2 separate regions of the Macaca mulatta genome follow, and region 1 is linked to region 2. The links are chromatin contacts, called in public Hi-C maps. All regions are on one chromosome and are shown on one strand. Each heading gives the region's core, a stretch centred on a gene start, on an enhancer-like site or on the middle of the called end of the contact. The rest is flanking DNA. Distances are from core to core; before and after follow the strand shown. Region 1 holds the start of KIF20B (kinesin family member 20B). Region 2 holds the start of PANK1 (pantothenate kinase 1).

Evidence for each region. Hi-C and Micro-C count contacts between places; a contact is called where the count stands out from the background.
Region 1: a Hi-C map of fetal cortex germinal zone shows a contact between it and region 2, with 2.7 times the contacts expected there. The contact joins the promoter of KIF20B here to the promoter of PANK1 in region 2. A contact is called at or near these places in 3 of 14 Hi-C or Micro-C datasets (CD4 T cells, fetal cortex germinal zone and liver).

The regions. Positions count from the first base shown.
Region 1 is chr9:101,751,669-101,757,468 of T2T-MMU8v2.0, reverse strand. It overlaps KIF20B (kinesin family member 20B), which reads right to left and starts at 3,035. Exons shown (of 33, transcript XM_015147654.3): 1 at 2,941-3,035. LOC144331446 reads left to right here and starts at 1,476. Exons shown (of 4, transcript XM_077947982.1): 1 at 1,476-1,591; 2 at 2,896-3,517; 3 at 4,948-5,075. The coding sequence starts at 1,476. The coding sequence ends at 5,016.
Region 2 is chr9:101,696,109-101,702,480 of T2T-MMU8v2.0, reverse strand. PANK1 (pantothenate kinase 1) reads left to right here and starts at 4,686. Exons shown (of 7, transcript XM_077946746.1): 1 at 4,686-4,793. It overlaps LOC144331166 (a long non-coding RNA gene), which reads right to left and starts at 1,392. Exons shown (of 3, transcript XR_013398119.1): 1 at 1,317-1,392; 2 at 1,028-1,168.

The DNA.
Region 1 (5,800 bases), core at 1,786-4,285, 57 kb before region 2:
TACTCGAGAGGCTGAGGCAGAGAATTCCTTGAACCCCAGATGTGGAGGTTACAGTGAGTCGAGATCGCGCCACTGCACTCAAGCCTGGGCGACAGAGAGAGACTCTGCCAAGGGGAAAAAAAAAAAACACTCAGCTATCTGAAAAATTACTTTCAATTTCAAATTCAGGTAAAAAGTAAAATAATATATGTAAACACATTCAAAACAGTACCTGACACATCACAGGTTTTAAGTTAAATAGGAATAATGCATCAGTAAACTATTACAATTGAATTAAACATAAAATCACTAAACTAAAAGGTAAACTTAAGGATAACATTAACTAAAAAATACTAACATTCTAATATTTACTGAGAATCTACTAGATGTACAATACCAGAGAGAGGGGGAGGACTCTGAGCTGTTTTTTGACAAGATTATAAAATATCCACATCAGTGACTCCCAAACTAAGGTCCCTAGCTCAAGAAAGTAGTAACGAGCAAAACCCACAGGTATTATACAAAATGAACCAAAGATGGCCCTTGCATGACGGCCCTAAATTGTATACTTCTTCACAGCTGGTAGGGATCTGAGCTCAAACGCCCACTGGATCAAAGACCATAAATGTTTAAAATAAAAATTAAAAAGCCTATGGCCGGGAGCAGAGGCTCACGCCTGTAATCCCAGCACTTTGGGAGGCCAAGGCAGGTGGATCACAAGGTCAGGAGATCGAGACCATCCTGGCCAACATGGTGAAACCCCATCTCTACTAAAAATACAAAAAAATTAGCCGGGTGTGGTGGCGTGCGCCTGAAGTCCCAGCTACTAAGGAGGGTGAGGCAGGAGAATCACTTGAACCCAGGAGGTAGAGGTTGCAGTGAGCCAAGATCGTGCCACTGCACTCCAGCCTGACAACAGAGCAAGACTCTGTCTCAAAAAAAAAAAAAAAAAAAAGCCTGCTGGGGTGCCAAACTCAAATTCTGAAGCATCCATTTACTTTCAATATGGCCCAAAATAAGCATATTTTTAGCCATTTAGAACCTGCCAGGTTTGAACGCCCCATGAAACTGCACCCAACATTTGCCAGACACATAAAACCTGGGATTATCAAGACCCCCAAGCTGCTGCTGCCCTTGAGAGTTCTATGATCTAGAGACTCTCCACTGTGCAACATCACTTAGACATGTAAGCCCCTCTATGATTCTTTCCTCCCCACTCCCCATCCCCCTTGCCCTCTTTCCCCTCTGGATGGTGGCCCCTCACCCTGGTCTAGAAAACGTCCCATACTGAGAGGGATTTCCTTTGCCTACAATTCTGTCAAAGTCCTTGTTTATTCCTGTCACCTTGTTGACAATCTTTTTCCTTGATCAGGCTGAAATTCCTAAACGTATCACAAGAACGTGGCTGGATTTTTTCCCCTAAATTGCAAAAGGACTAAGGAAAGCACCGATCTAGATCATGGGGAAAGGGGTGCAGAGCGGGGAGCATTTGCAAAATGTCAAAGTACCGGCTTGACATTTCAAAACACAGAGTTCATGGAAATGCCCAGAAAACTAAAAAACATCTGTGGTTTCAAGAATATTCCTGTGTACGAAAAGCAGTTATAATAAAGTATTTGTTCATATGCTCATTTTTCAATGAACAAACTACTTCCTAGCATTTCTAAAAGTGTTGAGATGTAACTTCTTGCAATTTTATATGACTACTACTTATACATGGCCTACCCAACTAAACTGGAAACTTCTTGATGGCAAGAACCTTATCTTATACCACTCTGTAGCCCCTACAACAAATTCAGTGACTTATGTAGGGATAAAGACTCCCTGACTAATGACTTAAAATAATGGTTATAAAGAAAAAACTCTTCTCCCCTCCCCCCCCAAAAAATCGGTCCTAATCTGCAATACTATATTTCGTGACAGCAGGCTTCAAGACCTCATTTTTCATTTCAAAAGGCTGCTCTGACTGGAAAACTGCATCTTTATTTATCTTCTCTCCAATAAGAATTCGCAATTGGAGACTTTAGTGAAAAATAGTAGAATCTGTTACTGAATGAGGTTTCTAAATGTGGTCTACAACACACAGCCTCAAAAAGTCTTCACAACTAACTGATGAGTATTTTACGTTATTTTACAATTTAAAATCTGGAGTCTTGGACATGTAATAAAACACATACACTGTTACACTACCTAACCCATAAGGCATGAACTTGTGTAAACTAGTACTTTAGCAAAAAATATTAGAGAATTGTGCCAGACAGGCATCACTGAACCAGGAAGCGAATCGAGATGGAGAAAGCCTTCTAAACTGAGAAATAACAGCAGTCACTGTGCCACGAACTCTTCAGCCTGGCACTGCAAAACCCTAGAAGGGCAAGCCTCAAGCACCAGTAGGAGTAGTCTGGAAATAAGTGCACAGAGGCCACCACACGGCTCCCCCCGCAAAAAGGCCGTGTTACCTACCTGCCGAGCAAACTGCTCACCTCAGAGCTTCAGAAAACTAGCTGCGGCAAAAGAGGCCTGTTTCTCAACAACAGAAGCAACAACAATAATAACATTAATGACTGCAAACATTTAGTAACTACTGTGTGCCAGCACTAACAACTTTACACATTACCATTTAATCTTCACAAAAGCCGAAAGAAATCGATACTTTATTGCCGCCTTTTAACCGATAAGAAAACTAAGATACAGAGAGAGTAAATGAATTGTCTTGCGTCACTCAACTAATAAGCACTGGAGGCGAGATTTAAACCCTAACCGAAATAGTATGACTCAATGCTCGCTGCGTACCTGGTGTTCCCATCACTCCGCAACCCAGTTCCTGACAGTAACCTCCACGGGGGTACGAGCACTGTCGGAACATGTCCACATTGCCAAAGCCGTTTCCCCACCTTAGGCCCCATAAATATGTAGTCACCCACCTCCTTCCCTACACCTTCCCCCGGGCCACCTTCTCACCTGCAAACGTCGCCTGGTTAGCCGGACCCGCGAGAAGCACTGCGATGTTAGCGTTTTCAAATTCAAACAATGGCGGCCAGGGCACCGCACTGAACGCTGGGAGTGGGTGTGGCGTCCGGAGCTCCGCCAGGGAGCGCCGCCGGCTGGCGCTGCGGACTTTCTAGTGGCTCCCGGAAGAAGCTCTCCAATGTGGGGGCGGGTCTTGAAAAGCGGGCAGCCAAAGAGCGGAAGCAGGCGTGGGAAGCCCGGGTGCCGACGGTCTCGTTTACCTAGCAGCTCGGCTAGTCGGGCACTAGTAGTGTGCTTCCTCGCGGCTGTCGTTAAGTCCCACGCTGTTGACTGTGACACCGATCTCCGATTCTGTCCTCGAGGCACTAAAGATGTGGCGAAGGCCCGAAGTGAGGCCGCTGCCACTGCACTTAGTCCTGCGACTCCCCAAGGACTGGCCGAGGAATGGAGGGCTAGCCACTTCCCAGTCCTGTCCCTACGGGATCTGAAAAGACTCGGCATCCCGGGGTCCGGAGGGTCACTTCCCTCGCTGCATCCCCATTGTGCAACTGCCAGTCTCAAAATTGATGTAGGTAAGCTTATGAATGTTAAAACTAATGAATGCAAGATGCTAAAACAAAACATTAACTGAAAGGTTGTCGGGGAAGAGGATGTTAGTATCTCAAAGAATTTCACCCTACAGATCATTTATTATAAAGGGAAAATAGAATTTTACACTGAAGGGATTTATTAGGCATACCTTAACCAAGTGAAGATACTTAGCACCGCTAATAGCACCTGATACTATTTGTACTAGAAATGTTTGACATGAATCTAATCATGAGGAAACAATCAGAAAAAAACAATGTAGAACATTCTACAAGACAAAAGGCCTAGGCTCTTCTTCAGAAGTGTCAGTGTCATGACAGGAAAAAGAAAAAAACGAAGTGGAAAATTGCTTTAGTCGAGAGTCAAAAGAAACCAAATGAAATCTGTGAATCTTAGTTGGTTTATAGATTTAAAAAAAAATGCGAAATACATTTGTGGACAATTGGGGAAATTTAAATATGAACTACATATTAGATGAATCAGTTTTAAATTGGTTGCATGTGAGAATGAATTTGTGGTTAAGTGGAAGAATGCCTTTGTTTTTGGAAGGCGCTGGCGCTTGCTAAAGTAGTTAGCAAAGTGTCACAGTGTTTGCAGCTTACTTTCAAAAGATATGGCAAAAAAATAAAATAGAGAAAGCAAATGTGGCAAAATAATAGTAATTGGTGAATCTAGGTGAAGGGTATAATGGTGTACATCGTACTAGTCTTGCAACTTTCTAAAATAACTGAGATTTTCTAAAATAAGAGGAGGGGGAAAAAGGAATAAAATTCTGATCTTTACCATGGCCTCCCAGGCCCTGCACAATCAGGTGTCAGCCAACCTCACTGCCCACTAACTGTACAGTAAGGTGATCTGCTCTGGATACCTCAAACACAACTTCTTTCCAGCATGTATGAACCTTTGCATGGATTATTCCCTCTTCCTGAATTCTCTCTTCGCCATTCAACACGTGGCACTTCCCTTTATCCTTTAGATTACATCTAAAATAGTACCTTCTTAAAGAAGACTTTCCTGACTACTGTATCTCAAGTGAGCACTCTTTTTTTATTTGCAGGTTCAATTTCATTTTTATACTTTTTACAACTAGCAATTGTTGTTTTTCCCCTGCCCCATAAAATGTAAGTTCTGTGAGTAGAAGAACTGTGTTTTGTTTGGTCACTAATGTATCCTCAATGACTGTAACACAAGACAAGCAAATCAATCTTTGTTGAACAATGAATGAAGGCTTATGTGGCTGGGTAGAGACCATGGGGAGGAGTCGGGGGAGTGAATCTGGAGGCATGGGCGGAGGCCAGACCCTGTGAGTCTTAGCCAAGTTACTGACTTGAGTATTATGAAATGCTTACTGGATAACCGGTTTTAAGCATGGGCATGGTACAATCCAATGTGCGTCTATCTTTTGAAAAGGTTAATCTCCTGGAGAAACTAGAGGCAGCCAAGGAGGATGCTGTTGCAAGAGATTCCAGGAAAAGATAATGATAATGTGGACTTGGAAGATGGCAGAGGAGTTGCAGAAAAGTGACCAGATTTTAGAGGTATTTTTTCCTACGTTTTTCATTTCAGCACCAGCTGCTGGGTTTTTCCCTTAGGGAGATGCAGAGCCAGCTTGATTGGGAAGTGCTTAAGATTTAGTACCCTTTCCAAAGAATTCCATCTGTGCCCTTGAAGTGAATATTAACATAAAATGGAAAATTTGGTAAGTTAAGTTACATCAAAGTGATTTTCTGCCCTGGCCACAGTCTCTACTGTTAGTAATAGCTAACTTCCTTTATGCCTGGTAGTATTCTTAGCACTTTATACTCATTTAATCCTAAGAGTAACTCTGTAAGGCAATTTGTTGTTAACTCCTATTAATAGAAGAGGAAACTGAGGCGTGGAGCTAGTAAGGAAAGAGTAAAGGTATCTACTAAATAGAAATGTTGAAGATTAAATCAGGTAATAGTGTAAAGTATTTATAAAAGTATCTGGCACATGTTAAATAATAACTTGTTTCAATTTATATAACAAACAGTGAGACTGGAATTTGAATCTGGGTGATCTGGTTTTAGAGTCCATGCATTCTTTCTCCTCCCAAAGTTTGGATCCAACACCCCTGGAATTCTCTTAAGAAAATACTAAGTGCTTAACTCCTACTGCAAAGCCATTTCTAGAAGCAAGACTGAAGCAACTCACTTTTCAATCCCAAAATAATACTTTTGAGGATGTATTAATCACAAAGGTTTAAATAACAAGTTCAACAAAAATTTATCAGTCACCCACT
Region 2 (6,372 bases), core at 3,437-5,936:
ATTATGACAGTGAAAGAGATCTGATCTAACCAACCACCGTCTTGCCTTTACCCTCCAAACTGCCTTTAATCATTCCTGGGCGTGGGCCAAGCTAACTTTAGGATACATTTAGTTTATAGTTTAAATGATAGTAGCCCTTCCCCAAAACTAAACCGTCTTTTTTTGTTGTTGTTGTTTTTTGGTTTTTGGTTTTTGGTTTTTGAGACGGAGTCTCGCTCTGTCGCCCAGGCTGGAGTGCAGTGGCCAGATCTCAGCTCACTGCAAGCTCCGCCTCCCGGGTTTACGCCATTCTCCTGCCTCAGCCTCCCGAGTAGCTGGGACTACAGGCGTCCGCCACCTCGCCCGGCTAGTTTTTTGTATTTTTTAGTAGAGACCGGGTTTCACTGTGTTAGCCAGGATGGTCTCGATCTCCTGACCTCATGATCTGCCCGTCTTGGCCTCCCAAAGTGCTGGGATTACAGGCTTGAGCCACAGCGCCCGGCCCTAAACCGTCTTTATAGGTTAGGCAGATAAGAGGAGCCTGAATTCTGCTAAAAGTGTAGACATAAATGTTTACCAGTCATTATTCCAGAAGTCACAAGATTTACAACTTTCACAAATACTCCTGCAGATAACATCATATTGTAAAACCTAAGATTGGCCTTTTGAGATGTCTTTTCAGGGTTTTGCATTTTTGACAAACAGTCGCTCCACCTGACCTGCCAACCTGTCCTGTGGCCCCTCCCAGAGGCAGACTCAGCACACATGCAGCAGGACCATTTTCCACACTCCTATGATTGCATCCCCAGCCAATCAGCAGCACTCCATTCCCTGGTCTGCCAAACTATCCTTGAAAAACCACAGCCTCTGAATTTTCAGGGAGACTGATTTGAGTAATAAAACCCCAGTCTCCTGTTCAGCTGGCTCTGCGTGAATTAACTCTTTCTCTTTTGCAATTCCCCTGTCTTGATAAACCGGCTGTATCTGGGCAGCAGATAAAATGAGCTTGTTGGTTGGTTACATAAACTTTTCAGCCGTTACTACTTACCTTCTCCCTTCTCAAGCTGCTCTTCAGCCTGTGGAACTCCTGGCAGTTTCCCAAAAATGCCAGGTTGTTTCAAATGCACCCACAGAGTCTTGGCTCCTTCAGTTCTGAGTGGATTCTTTTAAACCTTCTCTCCCTATTCACCTGAAGAGAGGCCAATATTATTCAAAATTCAGTTTAAGGGTCATTTCCTCCCTGAACCCTGTTTTAGCTTCCATCTCAGCACCACTCCCCCACAATCCCCCACCCCTGACTCTGTCATTGCTCACTCTCTGGGGTCTTCTGGAGTTACCTCCCGCAGTATAGACGGCATACTTTGCTTCCTTCATTGTTTCTCCAAACCGTGATGATCATCTGCCTCAAATCCCCTGGTTTTGAAAAAGTTATTTTTTTAATTTAAAAAATGTTTATTATCATCATCGTTATCATCGTCATCACCTATTGATGAATCAGTCTATGGAACTGGACCCAGAATCTGTGCTTACAAAATATCCTGGGTTGCAAGTTACACTGCATGTTCATTTTTTGCAAAATACCTTGAGCTTTATAAGATATGCATACTTTTCTGTATGTATGTCAGTTTTAATACAAAGTTAAAAAGGAAAAATTCCCTAGGTTATTCTTACATAACACTGATGCTGGAGAATCACTGACTTTTCTCTCTCTACTGAATTGTAAGCTTTTTGAGGGCAGTGAAGCCACCTATCTTGTCTTTGTATTCCCAGCATGTTTTAGTGCCTACAACATAGTACACACAGTAAATGATTAATAAATAAATGAATAAGACCCAAGGGAGTGCGCTGGTTTGTGGGTTCCCTTCTCCCTCACTCTCTTCCAAACATTTGTTGCATGCCCCTCTTAGAGCACATGACAGCTCACGCCCCAAAGTTACACCTCCTACACACACCCCTGAATAAACCTGTGAGATGCCACCTGGCTTCTTCCCTACCATACGCTGGGTGTAACTGATCCAAGCACCCAGCCTGACAAGGGTAGGAGAAAGGAAGCAGGTGGAGGACGTTCTGTCCCAGTACCAGTACTTTTGCCCTGCCTGGGTCTGAGCCACCTGGCTCAGGCCTTCCTCAGCAGGCCTGGGAATCAAGCTGGAAAAAATATGTCCTTGGAGATATTGCAATGCTAAAGCTTCTATTTGCATCTCTGATGTAAGTTGCCTCCTAAGCCACTCAGTTCAATTACGTGGGAATTTGAAAATGATATATTTGAATATTTAGGAGTGACTGGTGATTTTTAGCAAATTTACAGTAGAAAGTGAGGGGGACTCTGTGTGAAATATCATCTAAGTCAGGGTTGTCCAATCTTTTGGCTTCCATTGGTCACATTGGAAGAGGAAGAACTGTCTTGGGCCACACACAAAATACACGAACACTAATGATAGCTAATGAGCCAACTAAAAAAAAAGTTGCAAAAATAAATCTCATGTTTATGAATTTGTGTTGGGCCGTATTGAAAGCCGTCCTGAGCCGCATGCAGCCTGTGGGCCATGGGCTAGACGAGCTTGATATAAGTCATTTATCCAGTCACCAAGTGCCTTCTAGGGACAGAGTGATGAACAAGTCATCTGCCTTAAAGACACTTACAGTGAAGTGGGGTGAGATGGGCAATCAAATAATAATAATGTCTAACTTTTCCTAGCACTTACAATGTACTGGACACTTTACATATGTTAACCTTAAATAATGAGATTTAGAGAATATGATTAACTATGAAGTTTGAGTGCAAAGCTTGAGGATAGCCACCTGGAAACACTAACTCCAAATGAGTGGGATCAGTGCTCCAAAGTGGAGAAGTTAAGATTTCACTTATACCGGCAGAGATGGAGAAGTTCCAGCAGAATTACATTCAACATACAAAACCAATGCATATGCCACAGCGATTTGATTGGTTACAGACTGCTGCATTCCAAGGAAGATTATTACTCTGTTAGGAGAGGCAATGATCCAAGGGATTCATCTCTCTGGCCATGCTTGGTCTTCCTAATTATTTACAAGGAAAAAAGGCAAGGCCAGGCATGGTGGCTCATTCCTATAATTCAATACTTTGGGAGGCTAAGGTGGGAGGATAACTTGAGCCCAGGAGTTGGAGGTTACAGACTGTGCCACTATGCTCCAGCCTGGGTGAAGGAGTGAGACCCTGTCTCAAAAAAAAAAAAGCAGAAGTTGTAGCTGCATAGCCACATTTCTCTCAAGTCTCACAATAAAGTTCCAACAGCTTGAAGTTTGATTTAATTTTACACATGTGTTACGCATTTCATCAGTCTAACAACTCAGTGGTGTCCTATTACTCTCAAGTTACAAATGAGGGAACAGATGCATTGTATAGTTACAAACTGATAAGGAGTCATAAAGGGAGTACAAGGAGTAGGAAGAGGATATGGCAGGGAGACCTAACGTAGCCCTAAGGGAGAGGGAACATTCTCTAAATATGAGAAGTTAAACAGGAGATCTAAAGTTGGAGTCTAGTAGACAAAAGAGGTCTTAGAGGAGACCTGCAGGCAGTGGAAACAGTAGAATGTTGTTTAAGGAATTGAAGGCAGCACAGGGAGCCCCTGATGAGACAGGAGAGGTAGGGAGGGGCCAGATCACCTGGGGGTTTTTTTGTCTGTCTTTAAATAGCATAAGGTTAGGGAAGCCAAGAGAGTTGAGATTGAGGGTTTAGTTCCACCTTTGCTCTTAATCTCAGCCATCTATCTGCAGCTCAGTTTCCTGATGTGAAAAAAGTGTGCAAGAGTGGATGGACCAGAGTGCTCCAGTGGCCCCCATGGTTCTGAAGCTCTGATTCTAGGTGAGGCTCTGCTGGAAGGAATTGCCAGATGCAAGCCCTAGATGCTGCTGAATGCACTGAAACCCAGGGGCCCAGCAACCCTAGTAGCCAGCCAGCACTTGCCAGACTCTAACTCCTCTGTAGATTAATTGCAAATCATGGAGAATATCACAAAATAAATCACACAATAAATACGGCTGTAAGCATGGTTTGTTCCCCTCCGTCGAAACAAAGGGCGAACTGCTTAATCATAACAGCATAATAAGGAAAACTAGCTTTCTGAGCATTTACTATGTGCCAGGATTGTACCAGGTACTTTTAGTAGGTTTTCTCACAACAGCCTCCTGTTATGGATAGGAAAGTGAGGCCTCAAGAGATTGCATAACTTTGGGAAGGTACTCACCACTCAAATTAGTCCTGCATACTGAGCATGGACAGTCCCGTTTCCTATTGCCAGAAGTGTTACCTTGAGCAATAACGTTATCTGGGTTTGCTCAGTGGCCGAGTTGTAATTTGAACCCACTGCTGACTCCAAAGCTCATGGTGTTGGTCACCACGTGATGCCTTCTTAGAAGAGGCAACTCCTTACTCTATAAATAACATGACATTGTCTTTTGAAGTCCTTCCTGGGTGAGGAAAGTGCTTTTTATAGCATGGAATTGCTCCTGTTTATTTGGTCTCTTTCAGCACCGATTAATCCTGCCTACAGTTTTGTCCTTCACTGTCCTTACACTGTATTCCTAGGTTTCCTCCCTGCAAAAGATAACTCCATGAAACCACATGGTGTTTGTGTGTGTGTGTGCCAGCAAAGAAATTTCACTCCCCTCCCTCCCCAAGTCTGCCTACTTTTCTATAAATAATTGTTCTCCTCCCGCCCCTCAGGCCTCTAAGTAGTTTGGTCACTTAACCAAACGCACAGGCACACACGCGCGCGCGCGTAAGCACACACTCACAAAGCGGGGAGGATAACGTGAATGACCTTGCAAAGGTATCTTGCCCACTGGGGACAGGATTAGCAAACCTGAAACCTCTGCAAATATTTGTCTTCCTCCCGTATTCCTCCTGAAGCGGTTCGCTCCTCTCGCTGTCTCTCCCAGACCCCTCTCGTTTTCACTCCGCCATACAAAGCCCAACCCGCCCATCTCCTCTCTGCAAGCCCAGAGAACTTGATTCCCCATGTTGAAACTCGTCGGTGGCGGTGGCGGGCAGGACTGGGCATGCTCAGTGGCGGGGACCAGTCTGGGAGGCGAGGAAGCCGCGTTTGAAGTCGCGCGGCCCGGGGATCGGGGGAAGGCGGGCGGCGGGAGCCCCGGCTGGGGGTGCGCGGGGATCCCCGATTCCGAGCCCTGGGCTGGCGTGCTCCAGGCCGGCGTCGTGGGGCCGGCGCGCTGGGGGCAGGGCGCGGAGGAGGTGGGGGAGTCGGCAGGAGGAGGGGAGGAGCGCCGGGTTCGCCATCCCCAGGCGCCGGCTCTGCGGCTGCCGAATCGGAAGCCGCAGGGAGGATCCGGGGAAATAAAGACGCCCGAGAATGACCTCCAGCGAGGCCGCCTGAGCCGGGGCCCGCGCGCAGCCCCGCCAGCACCCGGCATGGGCGACCGCGGCGGGCAGCCGGAGCGCTCGGCCCCGCACTCCCCTGGGGCCCCCGTGGGCACCAGCGCCGCCGCTGTGAACGGGCTGCTGCACAACGGCTTCCATCCGCCGCCAGTCCAGCCGCCGCTCGTCTGCAGCCGGGGTCCCGTGGGCGGCAACGACGCAGTGCCCCAGCGCCTCCCGCTCCTACCGGAGCTCCAGCCGCAGCCACTGCTCCCTCAGCATGATTCCCCGGCCAAGAAATGCCGGCTGCGGAGGAGGATGGACTCGGGGAGAAAGAACAGGCCGCGTAAGTCCCGCTGGGAGGGGAGCGCGGGCGCAAGGCAGACGCAGCGTGCGGGGCCCGGGACTGGGAGCGGCTGGATCAGACGCCGCAGCACGTCCCGTGCGCCCCCGCGTCTGCGGTCGAGGGACTGCACAGAGTGGGTTCCTGGGACTCATTCTTTTCCCAGGGGGCATCAAGCACTACAGGTCGTTGCCTGAGCCTGCCTTTTGCTCGCTTCTATCCGTAGAATGGGGCGATTGGACATGGAGCTTGAGCGGGTCCCTAGATCAAGGATCTATAATAGGCGAACGCTCTCTGTCCGCCCTTCTAACTGGTGGCTGGGAAAAGCATGTGTGTGAACGTTTGCTGGGGTCCAGGAGTGAGGATAAAGTGGGCGGCACACCGAGGGTGCCCTCTCCTTTCTCACCCCTCTTGCTTCTTTGAGCGCGTCCTGCTGGGGTTGCCTGCCCTTTGAATCACAGAGTAGCCGGCAGCGTCTCGGGTCTATTGGAAAGCGCAAGTCTGGAGGCGTGGAGTTTAACAACCCCCAAAATCACAGCCTATTAGACGCTGTTTCTTCACAGCCAATGAGAGGGCTTTTTGGGAGGGACACACCTACTGATACCATGTGGGCCGGAACTATGTGGACCAATGAAGATTGGAGGTGGATTTTTTTTTTCAAAGGGAGGAGGTTGAGTTGAGGGTTTGTAAT